Linked DNA regions of Drosophila melanogaster: region 2 is linked to region 1. Evidence: chromatin contacts called from public Hi-C data. All regions are on one chromosome and are shown on one strand. Each heading gives the region's core, a stretch centred on a gene start, on an enhancer-like site or on the middle of the called end of the contact. The rest is flanking DNA. Distances are from core to core; before and after follow the strand shown. Region 1 holds the start of CG8191. Region 2 holds the start of Nup153 (Nucleoporin 153kD).

Evidence for each region. A called contact is a pair of places that touch in the nucleus more often than the background predicts.
Region 2: a Hi-C map of the Kc167 cell line shows a contact between it and region 1, with 2.1 times the contacts expected there. The contact joins the promoter of Nup153 here to the promoter of CG8191 in region 1. A contact is called at or near these places in 24 of 107 Hi-C or Micro-C datasets (the D17-c3 cell line, the Kc167 cell line, the OSC cell line and 10 more) and 1 of 6 datasets of contacts at active chromatin or transcription factors (the Kc167 cell line).

Annotation. Positions count from the first base shown.
Region 1 is chrX:15,728,215-15,734,443 of dm6, forward strand. CG8191 reads left to right here and starts at 3,964. Exons shown (of 1, transcript NM_132832.3): 1 at 3,964-5,449. The coding sequence starts at 3,977. The coding sequence ends at 5,014. HUWE1 (HECT, UBA and WWE domain containing E3 ubiquitin protein ligase 1) reads left to right here. Exons shown (of 20, transcript NM_001298363.1): 14 at 1-1,143; 15 at 1,216-1,617; 16 at 1,685-1,873; 17 at 1,938-2,259; 18 at 2,323-2,488; 19 at 2,563-2,753; 20 at 2,831-3,721. The coding sequence ends at 2,933. CG12379 reads right to left here and starts at 5,782. Exons shown (of 2, transcript NM_132833.3): 1 at 5,497-5,782; 2 at 5,008-5,339. The coding sequence starts at 5,709. The coding sequence ends at 5,028. MagR (Magnetic receptor) reads left to right here and starts at 6,056. Exons shown (of 5, transcript NM_132834.2): 1 at 6,056-6,229. The coding sequence starts at 6,155.
Region 2 is chrX:16,595,905-16,602,133 of dm6, forward strand. Nup153 (Nucleoporin 153kD) reads left to right here and starts at 3,337. Exons shown (of 8, transcript NM_132908.5): 1 at 3,337-3,735; 2 at 3,820-4,409; 3 at 4,476-4,991; 4 at 5,050-5,294; 5 at 5,472-6,229. The coding sequence starts at 4,251. It overlaps CG9784, which reads right to left and starts at 2,592. Exons shown (of 1, transcript NM_132907.3): 1 at 1-2,592. The coding sequence starts at 2,338. The coding sequence ends at 812.

The sequences.
Region 1 (6,229 bases), core at 2,714-5,213:
GAAAGATCTATTCGAAGAACTTTTCGCAGCTTCAGCTGGTCATTGAGGTGCTGACGCACCAGTGCGGCACCACCGAGGGCCTGGACAACGTAGCCAAGCTAATTGTGAATCTAACGCAGTGCTCGCAGGCATCTAGTGCCATTTTCATTCAGTACTTGACCGCTGCGATATTGGGATTGGCCGAGGAGGTACGTCAAGCGATACAGATGCTGCTCAACGAGATTCGCATGTATAACATTCATCAAGGCGGGGCCGGCACCACTTCACAGGCGGCGTCCACTTCCGGGGCAGCTGCAGCAACAGCATCATACGTACCCACAGTATCCGGAGCCAGTCTCTTGCCAAACTTGGCCGTGCACGAGGGCATAATGCAGGATCGCTTCACCGCCGAGCACGTGATCATCTCGGCACCAAAGAATGCCAAGCCCACCTGCGAGTTGCAGTTGCCGTCGATGAAGAAACTCATGTCCAACTCGTCCGCCCAGCCGTACTTCCTGCGAACCTTGAAGATCTTCATGCAGGTACGCGACATGTATGAGGCGCAGAACGGTTTGTCCACTGGCGGTGGAGTCGCTTGTGGTGCCGGCGACAACGACGACGATATCATTGATATTGAGGGTGATGGTGGTGCGTCCGGCGGCAGCAGTTCAGATATGGCTCCCGGGTCTGCCAGCACAATATCTCCACCGCCACCCATGGAAACCAATCAGATCGCACAAGATGGCGATGACGACGAGGAGGACGACGATGAGGCCAGATCTTTCCCAGGAGTTGGCAATCATGCAGTGGCAAGCGCTAGCAAGTCGACCAAGCCTACTCTGAGTCAGATCCTCTGCTTGGACGTGTTGTGGAACACGCTCAGCGAGTGCCTAGTGGCATTGGAGGAGTCCAAGGACGAGTTTGCCGTCCTGGTGCTGCAACCGACCGTGGAGGCCTTCTTCCTCATCCACGCCTCGCATCGCGGTGCGTCCAAGAAGTCGGGTCGCAGCTTTATGCCTAACGCTGCGGGCTTTGGACTGCGTGCAGCCGCCGGCGCCGGTGCGATCGGAGGACTGGGAGCAGCCGCACCATCTGCCCAGGAGTACAGTCCCTTTATGGACGATGTCAGCAGCGCCAACACGCCCAGTTCTGCTAGTTTCGATGGTGAGTTTAGGAAATATGCAAAACATTCTCCATATAATCAATCTGCTACATTTTTAATAACCTAATCACCAGATGAGCCGCGAATGCAAGATGCATCCACGAATACGCCACTTGTGACCAACCCCTCGACCAGCACAGCGATGAGCGCGCACGAGGCGCAGCTGAGGCAGGACCGGCAAAAATTCCTACAATTCGCCGAGAAGCACCGCACCGTGCTTAACCAGATACTGCGCCAGTCACCAACTCATCTCTCCGACGGACCGTTTGCCGTGCTTGTGGACCACACACGCATTCTTGACTTTGATGTCAAGCGCAAGTACTTCCAGACGGAGCTGGAGCGGCTGGACGAGGGCATACGGCGTGAGGAGCACACGGTCAGTGTTCGTCGCGTAACCGTGTTTGAGGATTCGTTCCGTGTCCTGTACCGTCTGGGTCCGGAGGAGTGGAAGAACCGCTTCTACATCGTCTTTGAGGGTAAGTTTTCGAACAATAGAAATGAATAACTAGCGATGTTCATACTTGCGATCTATCTGCCTTACAGATGAGGAAGGCCAGGACGCTGGCGGCCTGTTGCGCGAGTGGTATGTGATCATATCGCGCGAGATCTTTAATCCGATGTATGCCTTGTTCTGCGTATCGCCGGGCGATCGCGTCACCTACATGATAAATCCCTCCAGCCATGCTAACCCCAATCACCTGAGCTACTTCAAGTTTGTCGGCCGCGTAATTGGTAAGTCTCTTAGATACTCCTTCTATATCAAGCGTTCTATAATCCCTTCGATCTTATTTAATAGCCAAGGCTGTGCACGACAACAAGTTGCTGGAGTGCTACTTCACTCGCTCATTTTACAAGCACATCCTGGGCAAGCAGGTAAAGCACACGGACATGGAGTCGCAGGACTACGAGTTCTACAAGGGTCTCGACTATCTGATGAAGAACGACATCTCCACCTTGGGCTACGAGCTGACCTTCTCCACCGAGGTGCAGGAGTTCGGTGTCACCCAAATCCGGGATCTCAAGCCAAACGGACGCGACACCGCCGTGACCGAGGAGAACAAGTTTGAGTATGTGCAGCTTGTGTGCCAGCTCAAGATGAGCGGCTCCATTCGACAGCAGTAAGTACACATATATTTATATTCCATGCTATGGATTTTAAATCGTGCTACTCCCCACAACAGATTGGACGCATTCCTTGAAGGCTTCTACGACATTATTCCAAAGCATTTAATTTCGATATTCAACGAACAGGAACTGGAACTTCTCATATCCGGCCTGCCGGATATTGACATTGAAGATCTAAAGGCGAACACCGAGTACCACAAGTACACCTCTAAATCGGCGCAGGTGAGACCATGATTGTGCATCTTCCTCCATCCTCCATCCCTCTCTAAACCATGTATTTTTTACCCATTCATTAGATTCAATGGTTCTGGCGTGCACTGCGTAGCTTTGACCAAGCGGACCGCGCCAAGTTCCTGCAATTCGTCACTGGCACATCGAAAGTGCCGCTGCAGGGCTTCGGCTCGCTGGAGGGCATGAACGGGATTCAAAAGTTCCAAATCCATCGGGACGATCGATCCACTGATCGCTTGCCCTGTGCACACACCTGGTGAGTAGGGATCCACAAGTCGCATGAATTGTTTGCAATGTCATAGACCGTATTAACTTACCCATCTCTGATTGCAGCTTCAACCAACTGGATCTGCCCATGTACAAGTCATACGACAAGCTGCGGAGCTGCCTGCTGAAGGCCATACACGAGTGCTCCGAGGGCTTTGGCTTCGCCTAAGGTGCGACAACTGTGACGGCAGCTTCAAGCACCAGCCGGCAGAGCCACCAGTAACCAACAAACCATGGACGCAACACTATTCCTACAACGCCCTCAAATACACGGGTGCAACGATGAGAAATGCATAATTGATTTGAATTGAACAGAACAGAAGAGAACAGAACAGCCACTGCAAATTTGCGATAGCGGCAACAGAAACTGCATACATAAACAGTACATATAGTTATATAGTATATATAAAAATGTTGAATTAATTATTAATTTTCGCGCCTATATATATATACAATATATATTTTCTTAAATTTTCAAAAGAAAACGGAAGAAAACTAAGGAAACCTAACAAAAAAAAATATAAAATATAAAACTGATACAGACGCGAAAAGTATATTCGATTTAAAATTCTCTGCGCAACTCATCTTTTTTTTTATTAATTTTTTGGAATCTATCTCTGTCGTTTTGCACATTTTTATCAAAAGAAAAGGATTTATATAAAGAAAAAAAATACACTGACACATTTTCATTTACCCAAACGCGAAACCGAATAGAAAAGGATTAAACGTAGTTTATAGATCGCAAATGCACATAAACAGATTACACACTTGGGTTACTTGTTTACTTAAGTGAATGTACGTACCGAAGATAAAGGGAAGCAACAGAAAAAATATTTAAATGGATTAAAGTATTTTGATGTAAGAGATAAGTCCTTATGTTAATGCATTTTATGTTTACCTTTGAAATAATGAGACGCAGATGTAACTTAAAGAATGTGGAATAAAGAATAAGCTCATTTATCACAATAAATTTTCAGAAATCACTTCACATGCTCATTATAAATGCGGCTGGAAAGGATGGGTACGCCATATATATAAATAAATACATATATAAGGTCTTAATGTCGATCTCATTTAATTTGGGCGCCTTTCAATTTGAAATTCGATTCTATCGCAACGGGCAACGACAGATCGATATCTCATGCACAGCAAACCGATCGACATTATCGATTGTGACATCGAATTTTCGGACAGCTGACAGCTGCAGTCCGTATGGATTTGTTTATCCGAAAAGAACTGAGCCTATCCACGAGCAGCGTGCTTGAAGATGTGGCGCCGCACTGTCTCAAGCTACTCACATGGCTGCACGATTGTCAGGAGGAGATGCACTCCGAGCACCGCCATCTGCGACTGAGCCAATCCGTTGTGGAATCCCTGCTAAAGGCTCACCTGTACCTGTTCGAGTGCTATGATCGCTTCGGGCAATCGCTGGCCGAACGCTGCGATTGCCGTGGCTTCTTCGCTAGCTGCTCTGCATTGGTGGATCGACGGAAGTGTATTCGTGAGCTGTGTACCACCATCGTGAACACACGAAAGGGAGAAACTCATGCACCACTGCTTCATCTTTCGCATCGAACGTTGGCCGAGATTCAGCCTGCGTGGAGTGAGATCGGTGATTTGGACTGGTCGGCAATACGCCAATCGGATGCGCTTTCTTCCAGCGATTTTATCAATCCCGATCTTCAGCAGATGCGACGGCTAGTCAAGCGGATTGGCCGCTTATCCAGCCTTGAGGACATGCAGACCGCAATAAAGCGCTCCATGGAGCTGATTGAGTACCAGGTGTGGCTGCAGCTTTTTAGGGAGCCAAAGGACAGCGAAATTCACAAGGATTGCTACCTAATGCGCCACATGATCTGTGACACTTTATCGGAGGGCGGATCTACCGCTTGCACCGGCTTCCTGCACAATATCTTTCTGTTCGTATCGCAATCCGCCAATGAGATGAGATTCTGGGCCAGTATGGAGCATGTACGTCTGGCCGGCAGCCTTATTGCCTACCTAATCGACCATTGGAATCGCCACCTGCCCTACCTAGACTTGGATGAGATGCAATTGACCGCTGATGCACCAGTCACGGCTGTCTCGCAGCTGCCCGTGAACGAGGCCACATACATAACCTACCTGATGCTGGCCACCGGATCCATATGTCGCCGGCAGTTCGCCCAGCAGCTGCGTGCCCAACTACCCCCCAATTCCTGGACACATTTGCTGGAGCTGCTAAATAAAGTGGCATTCGTTTTCACTTAACTACACTACGAGTTTAATCATGTTTCGGCAAAAACTCGCAGTTGCCATCGGTCAGGCGAACCACCTTCTCGCCCTTCTCGGCCAGGATCTCCTCGATGTTGCGCTTGCCGTCCAGATCTGTGAACCAGTTCAGATTGTCGGCGATCAGGTGGTGATTGGAGCAGCCCTCGCAGGTCACGATAACAACGCCGCGTTGGTATGCCAGCTTCGAAATGGTCTTCATGTTCCGGGTCTGGCACACCTTGCAGGTGTAGATCAGCTGCATCTTGGCCTCCAGTTTCGCCAGAGGAATGCTATTCGTGGCCACCGTCTTGTCCGCATCGTCCTGGGAGCAGAGCAAAATAATTATACTTAACTTTTTTGTTATACATAATTTTAAATATTGCATTCCATTTATAATATTTTAAATTACAAATGTAAATAACATTATTTAATATCAATTGGGTAGTTTATTTGTATTTACAACTGATTTCCAAACATACCACTGGCTTACTGCAGTGTATACTGCGGCAAATGCACGTGTAGTTGTTGCTGCTGCTAAAAACAGCTGTTTGTGTTTTGGTTGCAAAGTGATGCACTTGCAACTGCAATTGTGGACTATTTAAAGCATCAATTTGTGTTCTTCGGGAACTGGTAAGTAGTGCGCCTCTTCTCACACCTGCGCTGATTTTATAAAATTTTTTTAGGGCGGACATATCCTCGATTTTGTTGATATTATTTAACTCAATCGAAAAGTGTGAAATTCATTTAAACTTAGAGATGGCACCTCCTTTCATTTCAAAACTAGTCGCGAGTCACGATTTTAAAAAGTTACTATAGCTGTCACTGGTGCTGATAAAATTTGCTGTAACTCACAGACATTAAAACCAATTGTTAATATAAATTCTACTGTGAAATATTAAGTTAAGTTATTAATGAAGTCCACCTGGACTCTGGGGCTTAAAAATAACTTATTTTTCAAACAGGTAGTAACCGTTTCTCCGCTATCCCGTGACACTGCCAATCGATGACATCTGTTAATGCCATCTCACGTGATACTATCGACAGTACTATCGACCATCTGGTAGTAAGCACTCATATTTTCGAATTTTTTTTGTGGAAATTCTCGAGTCAAACAAATTATATAAAGGGCACGAACCGATGGCGACACGTGTGGTGGCAACGGCGACAGTGCGGGCGGTGAAAGGCCGGAAGTTAATCCCGACGCGGGCCGCT
Region 2 (6,229 bases), core at 2,087-4,586, 870 kb after region 1:
ATCCTTATATAAATTTTATAGATTATATACCAATCAGATAATGGAAAAAACATCGCATGCCGCTTTATAAAAGTCTACGTTTCCGGAGAAAAACCTTTTCTTTTTGTTTAAAACATTAAAAATCTTTCGTAAGTTGAGCTGGTTGGTTTAGAATCATGGTTAAAAAGTTCACTTTTCTCTTTTTTGTTATTCAAAAAATTAAATACAATTTGCCTACATTAAATAGTAGTTAAATGAAGATAAAATTATATTCATACTTTGCTACTCTATTCAATATAATACCTTTTCTCTATATATTTCACTTGAGAGGCATTCAAAAATATCACTTTTCAGACTCCGGTTTCTGCCCATTTTGGCTTAGAGCTCTCACCTGGCTCTCATCAATAAGTTTTTGCCTGTTACTGGCAACAGGGTGTGTCATAGTGTAGATGTGTGACAGTGAATGTGGCGTAATTAACCTTTTGACAAACCGGTTAAATACAAATATCTAGTGCCATGACACCGTACAAATAAAAATAACAAAATGACAGCAGAGCAAATAGAACATATGTATGCAAACGAAAAAGCGGGATTCATTCAGGGCGGGAATAGGTGGAATTGGTAGTAAACACAAATATTATTGGTTCGATAATTATGTATAATTACATATGTATGTATTAACGTATTTTGGAGGGGGGGAGAGGAGAGGAGGCGCTGAGTCAACAGCTAACAAGCAAACTTAACACGGTCACATGAGGTCAATAAAATTAGATCAACACGGCGGTTATGGAAACAGAGACTAAAGAATAAAGATATCCAGAGCCTCGGCTAGCTAGTCAACATGGTACTCCGTCCGATGGGGCGAGCCGTGCCGCTTCTCCGCCACAAAGACACCACTGACGCCGGCCAAACTGGTCACGCCCCGGACTCCGGTGCTGCGGAAATATATCAACAGGTATTGCTCGCCGTGACGCAGTTCCACATCGTCGGCGAAATCTAGCCGCACCAACTCTTGGGCATTAGCCTCCTGATGGCGACGCTGTCGCTGGCGATTCCTGTGATGATGCCGACCCCTTCGATGATGCGAGGGCGTCTCAAACGGATCCGGTTGGTGATTGGAGTCCGAGGATGAGGGCGACTCAGCCTGATTGACATACTCGTAGGCTACGTAATCCGCCAAACTGGCGTACTCCGACGGAAAGATGCCAATCCAGTCGTTGGACCCCTCGTCGAACTCTGCCTGCTTGTGATACTCCACCGTGTTCTCGTCCCCAATCTTCCAGAGCGACAGAGGCGAGAACACCACGCCGGGCGCCCGTACATTCGGGTAGAGCTTGATGGTAAAGTCACTGGTCACCGGCTTGTGATCACTGATGGTGTACAGGGGATGGGACTTATACGAGCATTGCTCAATGGATAGCTGCATGCCGGGCTGCCGGTTCAGTGGCTGCACGGCGTACATTATCCGATCCGTCCAGGCTGGCCGCCGCTTCAGGTCGTACTCGGAGGTGCCCTCGCGGAACTTGAAGGTGGGCGGAAAGGCGGGCAGTCGCTCCTGCAGAACCTGAAAGGCCAGCTGCGACTTCTCGCGAACTTGATACAATTGATCCCGCTGGATAAGGGCCTCGTGCTGGGACTCATCGCGTACCAACTCGCGCACTTCCGTCGAGGAATCGCTGCCCTGCAGTCGGAAGTTCAGATCGCCAAACCAGAAGACATAGTCGTGATCGTAGATCTCCCTATACCGCTTGACGTGGTAGTGATGGTTCTCCAGTATCTGCTTGTAGTCCTCGATGCGCTCGTCCATCATATGGTCATGGGCAGTCAGATGGGCCACCACAAAGGCCAGTCCGCAGCCGTAAAGGGTGAACCTGACACTGACGGCGCCCTTGTTGCCCCAAATGCCACCGAAACCGGTCCTCGTGAACTCCGCCTCGATGTCCTGCAAGTGCTCAACGTGCTGCCGCCTCACGAACATGCTGAGCAGCAGCCCCTGCATCTGCTCGGTCTTTACGGCCACATAGTCGTAGTTGCGTAGCAGTTCCTTAGCCTTGTGCGTCCACGGATCCTCCTTGAACAGTCCCAACACCTGTTGCTGCGGCTGGGCATTGACCTCCTGGAGCCCCAACGCATAGATGTCCGGCAAGTGGGCATTAGTCTCCTTCGTGTCCTTATCCACCGTCACATCCTGCAGTCCCAGCAGATGGCGGAGGGATATGTTATCCGGAAATCGACTGCCCACATTCCAGGTGACCACATATACCCGGTAAGTTTCCAGCTGTTGCTTCCCTTTGCCCTTCGATCCGTCCGGCTCCGAGTCCGGAATCTTGGGTGTCTTGCTAGCCTCCGTTTGGCTCATTGTTGCTGGACTTGACAAATCGAAGAGATTAACCCAACTGGCTGCTCACAGCAATCAAGTTGTTTACCCAACCGATTAAGGTTTTATTGTGTAAGTCGATTCTTTATGCCTTTGTGGATTTTGTTGCTCCAATCTGGGTTGCTGGTTAAGTTGGGTGGTGAACAGCGGCGAGGGCGGTCGGTAATTGCTGAAAATATTGCAGCACAAATAGTTTTTAACACTTGTTTGCCCAGCAGCAGCAACAACAACAACTGTGCTACAACAACACGACGAACACAATAACAACAACTAGGGATGGCAAAACTGAGAAGATGACGATATCGACTAGCGGTATTTATTTTCCAGCCCTAAAAATGTAAATTTCTTAGACGTTAAGAGGTAACATATTTGATTCATCTAGTAGTAAATTCAAGTTGTTTTAAAATGGCTTGCTAAAATTGAACCAAAACAATATGGTTTCCCCTATAACCCATTTTTTAAGATTTATTTAACATTTATACTGTATAATTTCTTTGTCATATTTGCACCTTAATAAGGGCTTTTATATTTGGCGCTCATATTATGTTCGTTTATTATATTTGCTTTATTTCTAATGCAGAATCTGTGGTCACTCTAGCACTCGCTGAATTTTAACTCGCTGGAAATTCTTTTTAGGACAACTATCGATTAACATTAGTACAGTATTTAAACTTTTGCATTATCACACAGCCAAGTAAAAACCTAAACAAATACCTCACTCCAACTTAAAGATACAAACGAGAATTCCTTTTAGTCAATGCAAATGCTTAGTATTCAAATGACAACACAAGCAAATGGTTACATATGTTATAAGTCGCACTTGAAGCGGTTCTTGAGTAATAAGCCCGTATGGCAGTTCATCACCAATTAAAAATATTTAATAATTACAGACTTCCAAACCGTAAACGTGCATGTAACCGATAGCTGCAGGCAACGTATCGATTAGCACACGCTGCCCGACACGCCGATAGTATCTGACAAACATCGATTTTGGTTCCAGCTCTACTTTGTGGCCACACACGCGTTTTTTCCCCAATCAAATCGTGCTCTTTTGAAATTCTGTTTCTTGCAAATCGGTGGTGCGTGTTCTCGTGCAACAATGGAAAACCTGAATGCGACCAGCGGCAAATGTTAAATTGCAATTAAAAGTGTGGATTTCGCGGCGGTAAAACGCCAAAATTCGTACCGAATCGCTGCGCGCGTGTGTGTGTGAGCAGAGCGTGAAGAAGAGGAACGAAGAATTGCGAAAGCAGTGTGTGCGGAAGAAGTGGAAGAAGCACAAAGACAAAAGGAAGGTGAAAATATATCAAATATATATCAAATCTATCCGGCAAAAGTAAAACAAATATTGAAGAAAACGGGCGGCATGCTGGAAAGCGGTAAGGGCAAAGCCAAAAGCAAGAACCTCGAGCGCTTCGCCCGAATTCGGTATTCAATCCTTTTTCCCGCCTCTAATTTTGCAGTGCTTGTGCCCAGAATTTGCTCTTCATTGGTGGCCAAGAAGTCAAATCCTGATCAAACGCGACCAGTTTGTGGCGCCAAACAGAATATTATTTAAAAATATCGCGGCGTGTGTAAAACCTCGGCGAAACGCGAACAAAAAAAACCACGACGGCGTGCGTAAGCGCACTCACACCTTTGCACACGCACAGACAGAGAGAGAAGGCAGGATAGAGAGTGAGAACGAAGCGAGTGAGCGAACATTATCCGCACCTACACATACAAACTAGCTCGCAGGAATTGCAACAGTGTGTGCTTTTTTTTTGGTTTTTTTTTTTACTTACGTTTTTTGTTGTGTGTGCGGCAACGCTTCTTTTTCGCGTTTTTTTTGCATCTCTCTTTTGTGCCGTTGCTTCGCCGGCTAAAAAGGTGAGTCTGAATCTAAAGCGGCATAATGGAGGATGCACAGGAGCAAAGGGAATCCTCGCAAGCCGAATTGGCCAAAAAGCATCCGCTGACGCCGCTCAAGGAGCTGCCTGAAGAAAGCGAGGAGGAGGAGGAGGAAGAGGATGAATCCTCGGCGGGAGCCCTACGGGAGTCTGACAGCAACAACGTAAGTACAGTCGACGATAACTTGGTTCCCATCAAATATCCAACTTCCGTGCAATTGCAATTGCAGTCCATCATGGGGAAGATGAAGATGCGCGTGTCCAGCATTCTGCCCGCCTCCTTGAGCGGTTGGTTTTCGCCGTCGTCCAAAGATGGGAACGATGCCTTATCCTCCCCAGCTAATCTCCGCCAGTCACAGCCACGCCAGTCCAATGGACGCCTCACTACCAAGCGGAAACGAGGACGCCGTCGGATAATGCTAGCCGAAGTGGATGCCGATGCAGCCGATGATCTTGATGACGGCTCCGATGCCAAAGGCCTCAACTATGAGGAGGTGGCCCTGGCCGACAACATAGCCGAACACGACCTGGCCGCCGAGGATGAACAGACGCGGCGGAGCGAGTACAATGTGTTCCTGCTGCGCAAGCGAGCCGGGGCTGTTGCAGCTGCCGGCGGTGACGAGGATGAGGCCGAGGAGGATGAACTGGAAGAGGACGACGAGGATGGCGATGAGGAGGATGACGATGAAGAGCAGGAGAATCTCCAACAGTCCGCCGCCGTGCAGACCAAGCGTCGACGCCTGGAGGTAAGATCACATCTTCAATCCTGTCTACATTTCCCAACTAATCTTGAATCCCTTTCAGCTGGAGACCCCCGTCAATTTGCCGAACATGCGTCGTCTGCCCCTTTTGTCATCCACGCCTGCTGCTCCGCTCGCGGCTGCCACCAGCTCCTCCAGCTCCCAGATGTACAAGGGCGTCAGCCACATTGCGCCACATCGGCGCAATCACCTCAATTTGTATGGTAGTCAACGGCAGCGCGAACCCGCGTACAACTTTTTCACGGGCAACGAAGCTGCCGAGGGAAGCACCGGGGATCTGCCACACAGGTATGTTACTGCAGTCATGCTTACTAAAAGTGTTAATATGGAATTCAAAAAGATAACTACCTTAGAGCTCGTTTCAAACAAACTCAAATTTGGGCGTTGCATAGCCAGGCTATTGCCAAGACGAAAAAGAAGAAAACCTTAGTGAAAATTATAAGGCAATCATTTAAATCATTTTAGCATCCGCCGTTCACTGAACATACCTTTCGGAGGCAGCAGCACCGCTACCAGCTACAACAACAGCCTATCCAGCCTTCCTAACCACAAGCGACCATCGCTCATAGGCAAGCAAACCCATCGACGCGATCTTACCATGGATGAGACGGGGACTGGCCCGGCCATGAGTTCGGAAGAACATCTCAATCATTTGCTGAGAATAAGCAGGACCAACAACAATACTAGCAACAATAATAATAATAATAATAACAACAACAATGTCATTGAGACAAAAACAAGACGAAGTGAACTGTCTGCGGCCGCAGGAGGTTGCGGTGATTCGCAGTCCGAGAGCGATATGAACGAATACCACGACAATGGTGAAGGGCACGACGGACTTCGTCCGTCGCATTACAACAGCAACAGCAATTTAGAATTTTACGGAAATCTGCAGAGCTCCAAGTCAATATTTAACAGAAGCAACACCGCCGCACAGCAATCGCATCGGAATTCTACGTGGTCGCTGAATTCCCTTACCCAACGACGTCGCTTCAATGCGTCCATATACGGCAGTACGTCGGCACTGAGCGACAGTCGTCTGCTTAGTGGCAGTGCCTCTAACTCAGGCTCTGCATCTGCCTCTAGCTCGCCCTTTTACCAGGGACGCACCACCTTCGGGGGCAATTCCGGCAACAATCGCCTCTTCAGTCGCAGCAATCTTAGCTCATCCGCCGCATCCTCAATGTTGGGACTCAATTCTGCCGGCAGCTCACCGGCGCATC